Linked DNA regions of Sus scrofa: region 1 is linked to region 2. A link is a contact called in public Hi-C data. All regions are on one chromosome and are shown on one strand. The core of a region is the stretch at or near the end of the contact, and the rest is flanking DNA. Distances in the headings are between cores, read along the strand shown.

The links. Hi-C and Micro-C count contacts between places; a contact is called where the count stands out from the background.
Region 1: a Hi-C map of retroperitoneal adipose tissue shows a contact between it and region 2, with 2.6 times the contacts expected there. The contact joins the enhancer-like site here to the promoter of FBXL22 in region 2. A contact is called at or near these places in 2 of 5 promoter capture datasets (fetal liver and liver), 8 of 47 Hi-C or Micro-C datasets (alveolar macrophages, blood, embryonic fibroblasts and 4 more) and 2 of 2 datasets of contacts at active chromatin or transcription factors (alveolar macrophages and skeletal muscle).

What each region holds. Positions count from the first base shown.
Region 1 is chr1:108,525,445-108,532,325 of Sscrofa11.1, reverse strand. No RefSeq gene overlaps it. Among named protein-coding and RNA genes, the nearest start is that of USP3, 13 kb to the right of the region's middle. Within about 2 kb of position 2,060, at least 14 of the 83 cell types and tissues checked have an H3K27ac peak or open chromatin away from gene starts, as enhancers often do. A contact at or near this core is called in alveolar macrophages, fetal liver and retroperitoneal adipose tissue, where this site is marked.
Region 2 is chr1:108,409,099-108,416,000 of Sscrofa11.1, reverse strand. It overlaps FBXL22 (F-box and leucine-rich protein 22), which reads left to right and starts at 4,064. Exons shown (of 2, transcript XM_021094142.1): 1 at 4,064-4,592; 2 at 6,657-6,902. The coding sequence starts at 4,087. USP3 (ubiquitin carboxyl-terminal hydrolase 3) reads left to right here. Exons shown (of 16, transcript XM_021094102.1): 16 at 1-1,643.

The DNA of each region.
Region 1 (6,881 bases), core at 811-3,310, 120 kb before region 2:
GTGTGAGGTGGTACCTCATTGTAGTTTTGATTTGCATCTCTCTAATAATCAATGATGTTGAGCATTTTTTCATGTGTTTGTTGGCCTTCTGTATCTCTTCTTTGGAGAAATGTCCATTCAGGTCTTTTGCCCACTTTTCAATTGGGTTGTTGGTTTTTTTGCCGTGGAGTTGTGTAAGTTGTTTGTGTATTTTAGAGATTAAGCCTTGTCAGTTGCATCGTTCGCACATGGAAGTCCCCAGGCTAGGGGTCTAATCAGGGCTGTAGCCACCAGCCTATGCCACAGCAACAGCAATGCCAGATCCCAGCCGCAGCTGCAACCTATACCACAGCTCATGGCAACACCGGATCCTTAACCCACTGAGTGAGGCCAGGGATGGAACCTGCATCCTCATGGATACTAGTCAGATTCATTTCTGCTGAGCCACGACGGGAACTTCCCTCATTTTAAACATTTTAAGGTGTGCAATTCAGCAATAGTTAGGGCATCTACAATGTGCAATCACCACCACCATCCAGTTAGAACATTTTCATCACTCCAAAAGGAGACCTCATACTCAATTAGCAGTCACTTTCCATTTTCCCTTTCCCCTAGACCCTGGCAACTACTAATCTACAGATGAGAAAATCTCTATGGGAGTTCCCGCTGTGGCGTATCGGAAACTAATCCGACTAGGAACCATGAGGTTGCGGGTTCGATCCCTGGCCTTGCTCAGTGGGTTAAGGATCCAGCATTGCTGTGAGCTGCGACTCAAATCCCACATTGCTGTGGCTGTGGTGTAGGCCAGCAGCTGTAGCTCCGATTCGACCCCTTGCCTGGGAACCTCCATATGCTGCAGGTGCAGACCTAAAAAGCAAAAATTAAAAAAAAGAAATAGATATATCTTTTCTGGATATTTCATGTAAATGGTCCGGCTTCTTTTTGTTAGCGTAATGTTTTACAGGCCATCCAAACAGAAGCATGGGGGGTTTCCGTTTTGGCTCAGTGAAAACAAACCTGACTAGTATTCATGAGGATGCATGTTCGATCCCTGGCCTCATTCAGTGGGTTAAGGATCCAGTGTTGCTGTGAGTTGTGGTGTAGGCTGGGGGCTACAGCTCTGATTTGACCCCTTGCCTGGGAACCTTCATTTGCTGCCTGTGTAGCCCTAAAGAGACAAAAAAAGAAGAAAGAAAAAAATAGAAGCATGTGTTAGTACTTCATTTCTTTTTTTGGCTGAGTAATATTTTCAGTATATGGACATTCCACAGTTCATTTATTTAGTGTCAGTTGATAACATTTGGGTTGTTTCCACTTTTTGGGTATTGTGAATAGTGCTGCTATGAACATTCATGCATAATAAGTTTTTGTTTGAACACCTGTTTTCAGTTTAGGGGGGTATAGACCCAGGAATGGAATTTCTCGATCTCATGATAGTTACTGAAATCTCTGCATTGACTTTTGAATGTTGTACCACATGCATATATGACCTAACCAAAACTTTACTATTATACTAAAAATAACTAAGTAGAGATAAATATACCATTTGATAATCACAGTTTGGCAACCCTGCAAAATAAACATTGGATTAATATGTGGCCTCACAAGGCCTAAAAGAAACCAAGGTGTAGAAAGTAAAATATAATCTAATTTTACTAGAACTAGAGTTCACTTCTAGCACAGTAAGGTAGGGATCTGGCATTGTCACTGCAGCGGTTTGGGTCGATGTTCTAACATAGGTTTGATCCCTGGCGGGCGAACTTCCACATGTCACCGGCATGGTCAAAAAATGTACATACATATAATCTAATTTTAAAATATGACTCATAGAACCAGTAGGTCTTCAGGCTGCAAATGCACCCATCATTAAATGTTCCAGCAGCATTGCCCTGGTGAGTGTGGGAAGGACTGTGAGAATGTTTTCTAAATCCATTTTTTTTAAAAAAGGTAAAGCGGTCATTAAAGTTAATTTGAATCGTGTGATTATGTTGGTTTGTCAGTGGCAAGTACCCTCTGTGAGAGAGAGGGCTCACGCAGCACCACCAGTGTCCTCTAGGGGGCGATCCCTGGAGAGCGCTGAGTCCCTGCTGTTGCTCTGCTCTAGCGACCAGGGAGGGTTCATCTCCAGCAGAGCTTTTACAAAGGCCCGAGGAACCCCGTAACGAGGAGCCCAGCGCTGGAAGCACACTTGGAAAACATATTTCTCAAGCCCTTTGTGTTTAAACAAGGAGACTGAGACCCAGAGTGGTTGCTGATGGCCACACAGACTTAAACACCAAGCCTGGAAATCTTTGCTGTGTTGCAATACAAAGTGTGGGGACAGTGACTTCCCAACTCTGAGAGAGCTGAGTTTGGATCTCTCCCTCCTACTCTACTCCTGGCTCCACCCAGTTCCCACCATTTACTTAAAGGGGTGGCCTAGGGCTGGTTGTTTAACTTTCCTGAGCCTGCTTCAGTATCTGTGTGATAGGGGATAATAATATCTAAATAATGTTGATGCAGGAAGAAATGACATCATATACATATACCGCCTTGTTTATGTTTGGTGCCATGTAGGTTCTTGATAAATATTTGTCATGTGAATGAACATCTTAGCCCTCTGCTAATGTTCTGAAGGCAGTGATTCTACTGCCCAAATACATTTCCTTTTTCTTTTTTTTCTTTCTTTCTTTCTTTTTTTTTTTTTAAAGGCAGCACCTGTGGCATATGCAGGTTCCTAGGCTGGGGTCAAATTGGAGCTGCAGCTGCTGGCCTATGCCACAACCACAGCAACACAGGATCCAAGCCACAACTTCGAACTACACACAGCTTATGGCAATACTGGATCCTTAACCCACTGAGACCAGGGATCAAACCCACATCTTCACGGACATTATGCTGAGTTATTAACCCCCTGAGCCATGATGGGAACTCCCCAAATAAATTTTTATTGATGACATTTTAGGCACTATCCTTGTGGGTTTTCTCAAATCTAGAAGGCATATCTTAGGAGGGGAAGGAAAGGAGAGTTTGGGGTGGTAGCACCACTGCTACTGGGGTGAAAAATCTCTCTCGTGAAGCCCAAGCAGCCCTGGGTACTGCCTGCTCTGCTGCCATCACCGGCCTGCACATCAGTCAGCCGGAGGTCCTCGGAGTCCCCAGGTCCTGACATTCTCTGCCAGAAAAGTGAGGCAACAGAGTCACATCCCCCTTGGCCCAATTCCTGCCTCCTCTTCCCCAGGAAAAAAAGCCCGGTTCGGCTGTTTCAAGTAATACTAATCAAAGTGATAAATGAGAACGGTTGTTTATGCCTAGCCATAAGTGATCATGCATATCTTCGAACATATCAGAATAATGAGGTGATAAATTTTATGCATTATGCAATTCAGATTATGTTTTCTCAGTCTTCATAATTTATATGGCACAAAAAATTTAAATTAGGTAATAAGTTGTAATTCTCATAATTTTGCAAGGGTGAGGAAGCCGGGTGGGGATAGGGCTAAAACAATGTTGCTGCACTATACAAAATGGGGGAAATAGAGGAAAAAAGTCTTCTATAATTCCATCATTCAACCACTGATAGTGCTTTCAGTAGATTTTTAAAACATTTTTAAAATGTACTTTTTACGGAGTTGTGATTAGGCTAACATTTCTCTTTTTTAATTTTTTTAATTTATTTTTTATTTTATTTTATTTATTTATTTTTATTTTTTTTTTGTCTTTTCTAGGGCCACACTCGCAGCATATGGCGGTTCCCAGGCTAGGGGTCCAAAAGGAGCAACAGCTGCCAGCCTACGCCACAGCCACAGCAACTCGGGATCCGAGCCATGTCTGTGACCTACACCACAGCTCACGGCAACTAGGCTAACATTTGTTATTAGAAAAATTTGGCTTCCTCAGTGCCTAGCAATGATATTCCTTCATTCATCAAACAGTTCCTAAATGTGTATCATGTGCCCAGCGCTGGGGTACAAAGATGAATTAGACAGGGTCTTCACTAGGATATTTTTACTTCTCCTGACACTGTATTTTCGGTTTGTTTGTGTATCTACTAAATGGTGTTATTCATTGAGAGAAGCCCTCAGAAGAAGAGGACACTGAAATATTAAAGGCAGAGTGGGGGAGGGCAGGGAACAGCAGAAAGCCTGGTGTGGCCAGAGAAGTAGGAAGTGCTCAGTGAGTACTTACAGAGTGAATGAATTATCCCAGCATGCAATGCAAACCCTGTGGTTTAGTCCTTAGGGGGACAAAGTAGCTTTCATGCATCTCTTTCTGCTTCCTTTCTTCTAGGTTTTAAAAAATGTTATATGTGCAGATGTTACCCTCTTGAAATTTCTAGGCAGTTTTTAAGGATCTGACTCCTCTCACAGTCTTCCTCTAATCTCGATTTCTGTTTTAGCTAAGACGCTTTCCATGACTTTGAGTTTTCCTCTTCTCACTCACTTGTATGGATCTCTGTATCATTCTTGGTCTGATTTCCCAGTGCCTAGAACTATACCTGGTTTAATTAAGTGATCACTTAAGGATTTCTTGAATGAGTGAATGCATTTTCCCTTGTGAGTTTCATAATCTTTTTGACTTTCCTTTAGGCTTTTCATTGGTTATACCCATGCCAGTTTCATTTACTTGTGCTTTTTTGGAACTCACATGGCTTACTGTCCACTTTTTACTCCTTTGTTCCTTTTCCTGGGAGAGGTGCCATGAGCTACCTCCCAGGGGTGTCTCCTGGCACACCTGCCTCCTTTGGACTTAGGATGGAGATCTTTTAGGGAAGGGAGGAGAGAATGCCTGCATGCCTGCCTGCCTGCCTGCCTGCCTGTCTGCCTGCCGCCCAGCACTCAAAATTAACAGGCTGATCAAGCCCAAATTCTCAGGCTTTGGGTCTTCCACAAAGCCATTCCCAGAGTCTATCAGAGTGTGAATTTAGATACCATTTACACAAGTTTCCCTAGGAACAAGAAGCTACAAGAAGTCACGCAAGGAGTAAGATGAAGCTCCAATTTGAGATTAAAACAAGTAAGAGTCATACTTTCTAGTCAAATCCAGATTTATCATTTTTGGACATGTCATAGTACCTGCATGATACCACACCAAAATCAGTTCCAAGCTTCAGGGATCATTTCCAAGCCACAGTTGTAACCTATGCCACAGCTGCAGCAACGCTGGATCCTTAACCCACTGTGCTGGGCTGGGTTCGAACCTGCAGCTCCAACAGCGACCAGAGCTGCTGTAATCAGGTTCTTCACCCATTGAGCCACAGCAGGAACTCCCACACCAAGATGTCTTTATGGAGCTATCATAAAGAAACAGGATAGAAACCCTGGTCTGGACTTCAGGAGATCTGGATTCTCTTCCCGGAGGGCTTTTTTAGAATTAATTTTAATTTCTTTTTTCAACCTTCTTACTGTATAATTAACAAGAATATAAGATATTAAAAGTGTACATTGTGGTGATTAGATATGCATATACATTGTGTACTAGCTTGGCCTCTTTAGGCATCAGTCTCCTCATGGGTAATAGGGTAATTGGACTCCACAGTTTCCAAAAGCCATTCAAGTGCCCAGATCCTAGTCCAGGATCCCACCTCCAAGGGAAAGGTAGCTCTGTGGCATTCAAATCCTTCCACAGTGACAAATCTGCATATTAGTATCACCCCACCCTCCATCGCACACCACTGCCCTCTCACAGGGAGCTGGATTTGGACAGGCTGGTGGGGATGGGGTGCAGATAGAAGTAGGTCAGCCTATTGAAGGGAACTTGGCCCTAAGGAGAGCTGATAGCCCTGCCCAAAGTCTCAGGAGACTGAAATGTATCCAAACACCCATTTAATAACAGATACTGAGAACACCAGTGCCATGTGGGGACATTGCTCTGTTTCCACCCTACCTGTCTCTGTACCGCTCTAAACCCTGTCCCCTTCACTCCTTTCCAGGATGACTGCTCCTGGAAACCAAGGTACAATTAGAAGGCTGTTGGGCAAATGTGAGTGTCTCCACAATAGGTGAGCCTCCCTGGCCCACAGTGTTCTGCCCTCGCAGGCCATTGTTCCCCTCACCCTCAGGGCCAGAGACACACTGGCCAAGGCCCTTTGGAAATGCCCTTTCTCCATGCTCCTAGCTGCCTTTCCTGTCTCTGATTACTCAGGCTAACCTTAAAGTATGGAGACGGCTTTGGGGAGGTTCTCTTGTAGGTGTTAACTTAGATTAGATTGATTGGAGGAGCTGATTTCCTGGTAAGTGTCAGACTTCATTAGCTGGCAAGGATGTGGCCCTCCTCCCTGGAGAGGGCCTGGGACTGCTAGCTTTTGCCACCCTCCCCTCTTTCCTCAGAATCCTTTCAGTCTTTGCCTTCCCCTCTGACCTTCTTGCAACCAGGCCCAGATTGCAAGGAGGTCATATTTTTCTTACACTCTGAATATTCTAGAGGGCTTCTCCCCCCAGATATCCACTCCAGTGGGTCCAAGGCAAAAGTAAGAGTTTCAAAAGTGCATATAGGATAGAGATGGTGACTCATGTTTATTACGAACCTACTTTATAAATGTCAAGTATTACATGTTCTACACACATTATCTCAAACTTTCTTTGCCACTTTGTGGGGTAGGCACTATTATAACCCCCATTTTACACGTTTGGGACCTAAGAGGTTCAGAGAGAGTAGATCGCTTGTCCAATATCACATAATTATTAAGAGGTGGATGGACACCCAAACTCAGTTGTGTCCATTGCCAAAGCCAAGGCTCTGTCAATCAAGTCACTGTCTTCAAGGGCCAAACATTTGTTGAGAATTACTATGTGTCAGGGCCAGTACTATGATAACTATCCAGATGAATGAGGATGAGTAGCTCTTGCATTCCAAGGCTATACTTTCTAACTTGGACGTGCTGCAAACACGGAGAATTCTCTTCCAAAGCAGACTGAAATATG
Region 2 (6,902 bases), core at 2,815-5,314:
AATAAAAACTCAGTTCATCAGTCACACAGGCCAGATTTCAAGAGCTCAGGAGCCACATGTAACTCAGGGCTGCCCAGGTCTGAGACAGTTCCACTGACGTGCAGAGCGTGCAGACAGCACCGGTCTGCATTTCCATTCCAGAGGGGAAAAAAGCTTCACCAGCGTGTTCAGGCCTTAGAGCTTAGAAATAGAGGGCCTGGAATTAAGAGGGAAACATGTACTTAAAATGGCTTACAATGCTAGAGTACACGACGTGTTGAGGCACATGAAATTGTGGTAGTGACTTTTTGACCAACAAAAGTGACAGTTTCACATAACTTGATCCGTATCAATATATTAACACCACACGTCATTAAACTTGAAACGTGTAACTCGTCTGATCTTGCGCCTACGAACCCAGGCTTTTTTGCTTAGAAGGTACACATTTGTAACTCTGACTATTTGCACTTAAGATTATTAGTTTCTGGATGGGCAGCAGTTGTAACTGTGGCAGGAAAGCCTCAGGCAGTATTGATGGAGCAAAGTGGCCTTTGTACCAAATTTATAGCTGACTAGATGGGCAAGTGGTCCTCACACGGGCAGCATAGTTAGCTTAGGAGATAACACATCTCCTCTTTGACTTTTGTCGTGTTTTTATTTCCTGATTTACTTCAGCAGATGTGTTTGAAGGACATCATGAAGGTTCTTTGGAAGAGTGACTGGATCCATGTGAACCGTGCCCTTGAACACTTGTGATATAAATGTGCCTATTTGTATTTTTAAAATTTAACTGTGCAGCCTTATCATGCCTATTTCAGAAGCTGACCTTCGTGCTCTGCAGGGCTTGTCCCGCGTGCTGTGTTGTCTCTAGTGTGCAGGTGGCTTCTCGTTCAGAGAGCAGCGCTGAGGCAGGGCCTTGTGCCGAGTCACAGTCACAGGGCTCCTCGGAACAGGAACAGGAGAACTCTCACAAGTCCTCCCGCACAGGTGGGGGATGGAAACAGTTTGTGGCAACACAAATCTCTCTCCATGGTGGAGAAACCTGTGCTTATCCACTGGATTCTACTCAGTGTCTAGTGATCCAGATGTAACACAACTAAGCCGGGCAAGTGTATGGGCCCTCCCTGGTTGTATTAAATGTGTGTCTCACCTCTGGAACCTACTCAGCAGCTTGGTTTCTGGGGCTGGGCACACATTTACTTCTTAAAGCCAAGCCTCTCCTTCACTGGTTTAGTGTGTACCTAAGTCTGTTTAGTACACTTGGCCCACGTCAACCTCCACCGTCCCCCTGTTGCTGAAGTATCCTCTTCACTCGGGCTCTGGAGACACTCATGAGCAAAAGTCTGTGCCTGCAGCCAGGGCATGGGTCCCAGGTGACAGGAAGGGGTGGGTGTGTGCTGGCGTCATGCTGCAGTCCAAGGTCTAAGCATCGCTTCACTGGGTGCATGCCTTTCCCCCTCAGGTCTGAGGGCGACGGACTCCAGACTGCCCTCTTCGAGTCGTGCTGTGATGCAGTTATGTTCACTAAGACCTAGTTTGTCCGATGCTGAGAAGATTAACTGTGCCAGTGACCAATTTCATTTAAGTTGTAACCATACCCCTTTTCTGCTTCACCAACCCGATCTTTTTTATGGAAAGTATCATTAAAGATCTGGTCTCTTTCCTTTTGACTATTATTTCTGAACACCTTTCAGTGTTGCAAAGTTAGGTGACAATGAACCTGCTTAAGCTATGAACCTTCTGAGCCAGCCAACAGGTAATAGAAGGTTTTTACAGACCCCCTGCCAGCTGGGGCTGCTGGTGCATGTGGGCCCAGATGGCTTGACTTGGAGGGGCAGGGGGGTGGCGGGAGAGCTCCTCTAGTGCCTGCACTCAGGTGCACTAAGGGAGCTCACTTGTGTTGGGCAACTTCATCCTGTCTTCCCTTGTGACACTGATTTTATTAAAATGAGGTCCACTTGCCTCTTCACAGCTAGACACTACCCTGAAGAACCAGGTTTGGGGCTCTGAGCAAAGAATCACCTTTCAAAGTCAAAACAGGTCAACAAGTGCCATTGCTTTAAAAAAAAAAAAAATTCTGCTTTGCGGTAAACTGTACACTCCCTCTCTGCCCCATGTCCCCTGCAAACCAAAAAAACTAAGAACCACCTGTGTCCACATCCACTGTTTTTCCGTGTTACTTATTTGCCGGTTCCTATCAGCCTTCTAAAGTTTGAAGACAGAGGCGCCTGCAGCCCAAATGGTTTTGCCTCCAGTTCCCACATCACACATTTCCTTCTGGCAGCTGTGCAGCTGCTGTTGTTGCAGCCAAGCAGCCGAGCTCCACATGGGCAGAAAAGAAGGAGCTGTGGTCACAACACCTGGCCCTGAGCCAGACCCCTCCCCAAAAGCAGCCATGCACGTGCCCCCCCCCCCATATCCTGGGATGCTTCAGCGAAGGAGCCAGGCTCTGAATGTGAGGCCTGCCTATCTTTCACTGTTTGAGCAGCGCTGCAGGAGTGCAACTTGGAAACCACAAGGAAGCAAAAGGACTCTCCCCCACAGACAGTACACTTAACACTGCTCTGTCTTTTAAGAAGGTGAAAGAATGCCCTACTTCCAGGGCTCAGCCCTCTGAAAAGGATGGGTTTGTGAAGGACTGGGGAGGGAGGGGGCTAATAAGGCTTTCCACTAAACCCACCGGTGGTACAGCAGCACCCCTGGTGTGGATACGTTTAACTAGAGCTGGAAGAGGGACTCTGGCTGTCAGCTGGGACAACTACGATGATGAGCTGGAAAGAGCAGTACCTAGTTGTCCTTTCCTTGAGAAACACTTCTTCCTTTTGGCTGTTTCTTGGTTTATGTTGTTTTCAAGGAAAGTCAGACCTTCCATTTCACCTTGGCAAGTGGTGGGGTGACTGTGATGGACTCCTCAGAGCACGGGAGCTGATGCCAATGGCTGCCTTCTTCCCTTGGCTGCATTCTGCTTTCACAGGCCAAGCTGCACCAGGGCTGACCGAGCCTTAGCCTCAGAAGAGGTGTTTCATCTGTGTTACTCCACCCACGTGCAAAACAAAGTGTTCCCCCTCCTTCCAATTCCCATTATGTGGGAGAAGGAATGGAGGTGACCACTGAGGGGCTGCTCCCTGGTCTAGCAGAGGAAGACCGGTTTCCTCGTCTCATTACTTAACCCACCAAGCCAACCAACTGGTACACAGAGTGAGGCCTTCGCAGGAGGAAAACTGAGGTGGGGTCTGGTCAAGGATCGGGAGCGAAGTGATATTAGAAAATGCTTCATGGATTGAGAAATCTCAGATCCTGAATAGAGAATAAAAAAAACCTTCAGGAAGCCTGGCTAGCAGCTCACCGCCAGGAGCTCAGGGCATTCACAAGGAAGATGGTGTGTGACTGGCTCAATGGGCAAGCGCAGACTGAAGTACAGCAACCTAAAACTGTTTCAAGCAGTTTTGTATTAGGAGCTACCTCAACCACCCTGACATTTTGGAAAATACAGGCTGGATACAGCAGGACACAACTCTTAAAGGCTAAAGCCAAGTAAACCGAAGTTTAAAAAGTGACACATATATACACAGAAGAATCTTGGAGAGAGAAGCTACTGAGGACAAACCCTTTATGGAAAAAACGAAGGGTATACATAGAGGCAAATGGGAGACCGAGGAAATCCCTGTGCCTGGAGGAGGGCAGCAGGATTTGAAGGCAGTTCTGAAGCCTGGAAAGTGTCACTACTGAGCAAAAGTAACAGAAAAGGGGTACTACCCATGCCTTCTGCTTACATCTCTGAGCACAAAACTACCACACTGCTCTTTATAGACAAACCTTTTCCTACAAAGAGCAGAGCAAAAGACTCCTATTGATGTCCCAGAAAATAAAAACAGACACTGTTTGCAATTAGAGTCCTTCCCAGTGACAAGAGACTTGCAGGCCCAGACGGAGGTGGTCTAGCCAGTACCACGAATGAAAACGCCAAAAGAGCTCTCTGCCTAATGCCATTGTCAGCTAAAAGCAAAGAAATCCCTTTTAAGGAAGCTATTTAACTTCAATACGCTGCTTCTCTGCCAAGATCTTCAATTCCTCTGAACATAAGCCGAGCCACACACTGCTGCACGTATGTCTGGGCCTGGACCTCCCCCCTCCTCAGAGCGGCAGCACCAGTTGTTGGCCAAAAATAAACACCATTCCTCAACCATATATGTCCACCAGCCCAGAGCTGGGGAGGAGCAGCAGGAGGTAGGTCAGGTCCCCGGGCTCCAGTCATACTCTGTGTGGCCGCTGCACACCATGCACATCACCCAGCTCAACCGGGAGTGCCTGCTGCACCTCTTCTCCTTCCTGGACAAGGACAGCAGGAAGAACCTCGCCAGGACCTGCCCCCAGCTCCAGGACGTGTTTGAGGACCCCGCACTCTGGCCCCTGCTGCACTTCCGTTCCCTCACAGAACTCAAGAAGGACAACTTCCTCCTGAGCCCAGCCCTCAGGAGCCTCTCCATCTGCTGGCATTCCAGCCGCGTGCAGGTGTGCAGCATTGAGGACTGGCTCAAGAGCGCCCTCCAGAGGAGCATCTGCAGCCGGCATGAGAACCTGGTCAATGATTTCCTCCTCCAGGTGTGCGACAGGTAGGCCACCTCCTGTGCTGGCTTTGCTGGCTCTGGCATCTGGAGTTCTATGAGGCTTCTGGGGGGCAGGGAAGAGCAAACCACAAGAGGATGGCTCCGATTTGGAGAGCCTCAGACTAGGCCCAAGGCAACCCCCTGCTCCCAGGCCCTGCCACAGTGCAGTCCCCAGATGGGGGAAATGGGCACCAAGCCTCCCCTTAGCCTCACAGGTCCTAGAGCTGCTTCTGCAAAGAGGAAGAACTCGGCTTCAGCTGTCCCCATCTTTTGGGCCAGCTGTCCTCCCTGGCAGCCATTAAACGCTGGGTGGGTCCAGCTGGGCCTTGATTTTTCAAAGTCAGGCCCCAGGAAAAGGTTCCTAGATTCAGCAGTCAGCTCACCGCTCCACCCTGCCCCTAGCAAGCAAACCCCAAGACCTGTGAAATGCAGCTGTGGAAGGAGAGCTTAGAGGGCTCAGCTCTGAGTTAGCTAAACCAAGCTAGGCTCCGGAAATAGGGGTGGTGATAAATTATGGTTTCCTAGAAACTTACTAATCTTCACGCTACCCAAAGGAGAAAGTGTTCTAGCCTAAGTTTTCAGATAAGCAAACCAAAGCTCTGACAGGTTGTGTGATCTGCCCCAAAGTCTAAAGCTGCCAGATTTTAGCAAATAAAAACTCAAGCCCAGTTAAATCAGCAAGGTGTGGCCTGGCCTTCCCAGGCCACTGTCTGGGCACACCAAGTGTCCCCAGAGTTACCAAAAAAAAAAAAAAAGCAAAGGACTTGATGGTCATGGTCCTCCTCCGAGTCCCTCAGTTCTGCTAGTGTCCATGTGACCCCAGCCCCAATATTTAAACTCTTTCAACCTCATTTCTTCATCCATAAAGTGGGATAAATTGCCTTATCTTGCAGGCTAAAAGAATTAAATGACACAGTAGCACGGGCACATAGTGGGTATTGCCAAGTATCCACCAATTCTAGATCTGGCAGTCTTCTGGGGAGGGGGTGTTGGGAAGAACAGGTGAGGATGGCTGGGCCAGGATGGAGGCGGCTCTTTCTCTGGTGTCTTCCTGCATCAGGCTTACTCTAAAGGTTCTCAGAGGAAGGGATCACTTAACACCCTTGGGGCTTAAACACCTACCTAGTCCTTACAACCAACCTGAAGGTAACACTTGTCAGATGAAGAGGGGCCCCAGTAAGGTTTAGACATTTGTCCTGGGTCAGACAGCAAATAAGTCACAGGCAAGTCACTTGAGCTCTCTGGGCCAGTTTCCTCACAAAATGGGGTGGAGCGTTGGTATGAAGCATAAGGAAGGCGTGTCAACTTGGGCAGATGCGACGCACTCAGCGTGTGGATGTGGCCATGCTCAACCTATTTCAGTTCCTTCCTTCCTCAGGCAAAGGGAGCTGAGCTGGTGCAGGCAAGTTCAGTCAAAAGGCAATGGGGTAGGCTGATGGGGAACAGAACCCCCCCCCCCTTCCCCGGGGCTGACTCCAGCTTCCTCTGGCTACAGGAAACCAAAGCCAGCGCCCACCAGTCAGGTTCTTCTTGACAGGAAGCAGTCTGGTCCTGCTCGCTCCCAGGAAACATGGGTTTTGATTGCCTATAGAAGTCCCTGTGCAGGCTCCAGACATCCCAAATCTCATTTAATCCTCCAACAATCCCACCGGTAGGCGTTATTCTCCCTCCCCCAACTCCTACTTCACCCCTACCCAAGGCAACAGGTGAGGAGAGAACCAAAGCAGCTACAGTCGTTCCTCCTTGGAACCAGCATCTCTATGTTCACAGCAGGACACGGACCTGGGTCTCCACTGGGGTCTCCTGAGGCTAAGAGCTCACGCAGATTAAAGCACGGCGGGGCGAGTGGCAGAAAGGGAAGGAGAAACGGGACAAAAGCCCCAGTTCAGATCCAGGCTCCGTTACTGCAGAGTTCTCGTCTCTGATACGCCTGGTCTCCCAGAGTTGGAAAACGCACCAACCACCTCAGGGAACTTCGGGAAGCGGCGTGGCGCGGGGAGGGGGCGCACGCTAGCATTCTAACCGCACCCTCCTCGGCACTGGCCCGCGGTCACCGCGTTCTCTCCGCAGGTGCCCCAACCTGGCATCCGTCACGCTATCCGGCTGCGGTCACGTCACCGACGACTGCCTAGTGCGTCTGCTCCTCTCCTGCCCGCGCCTGCGCGCTCTGCGCCTGGAGAACTGCGCGCGCGTCACCAACCGCACGCTGACAGCCGTGGCGGCGCACGGGCGCGCGCTGCAGACGCTGCACGTGGACTTCTGCCGCAACGTGAGCGCGGCTGGCCTGCGCCGCCTGCGCGCCGCGTGCCCGCGCCT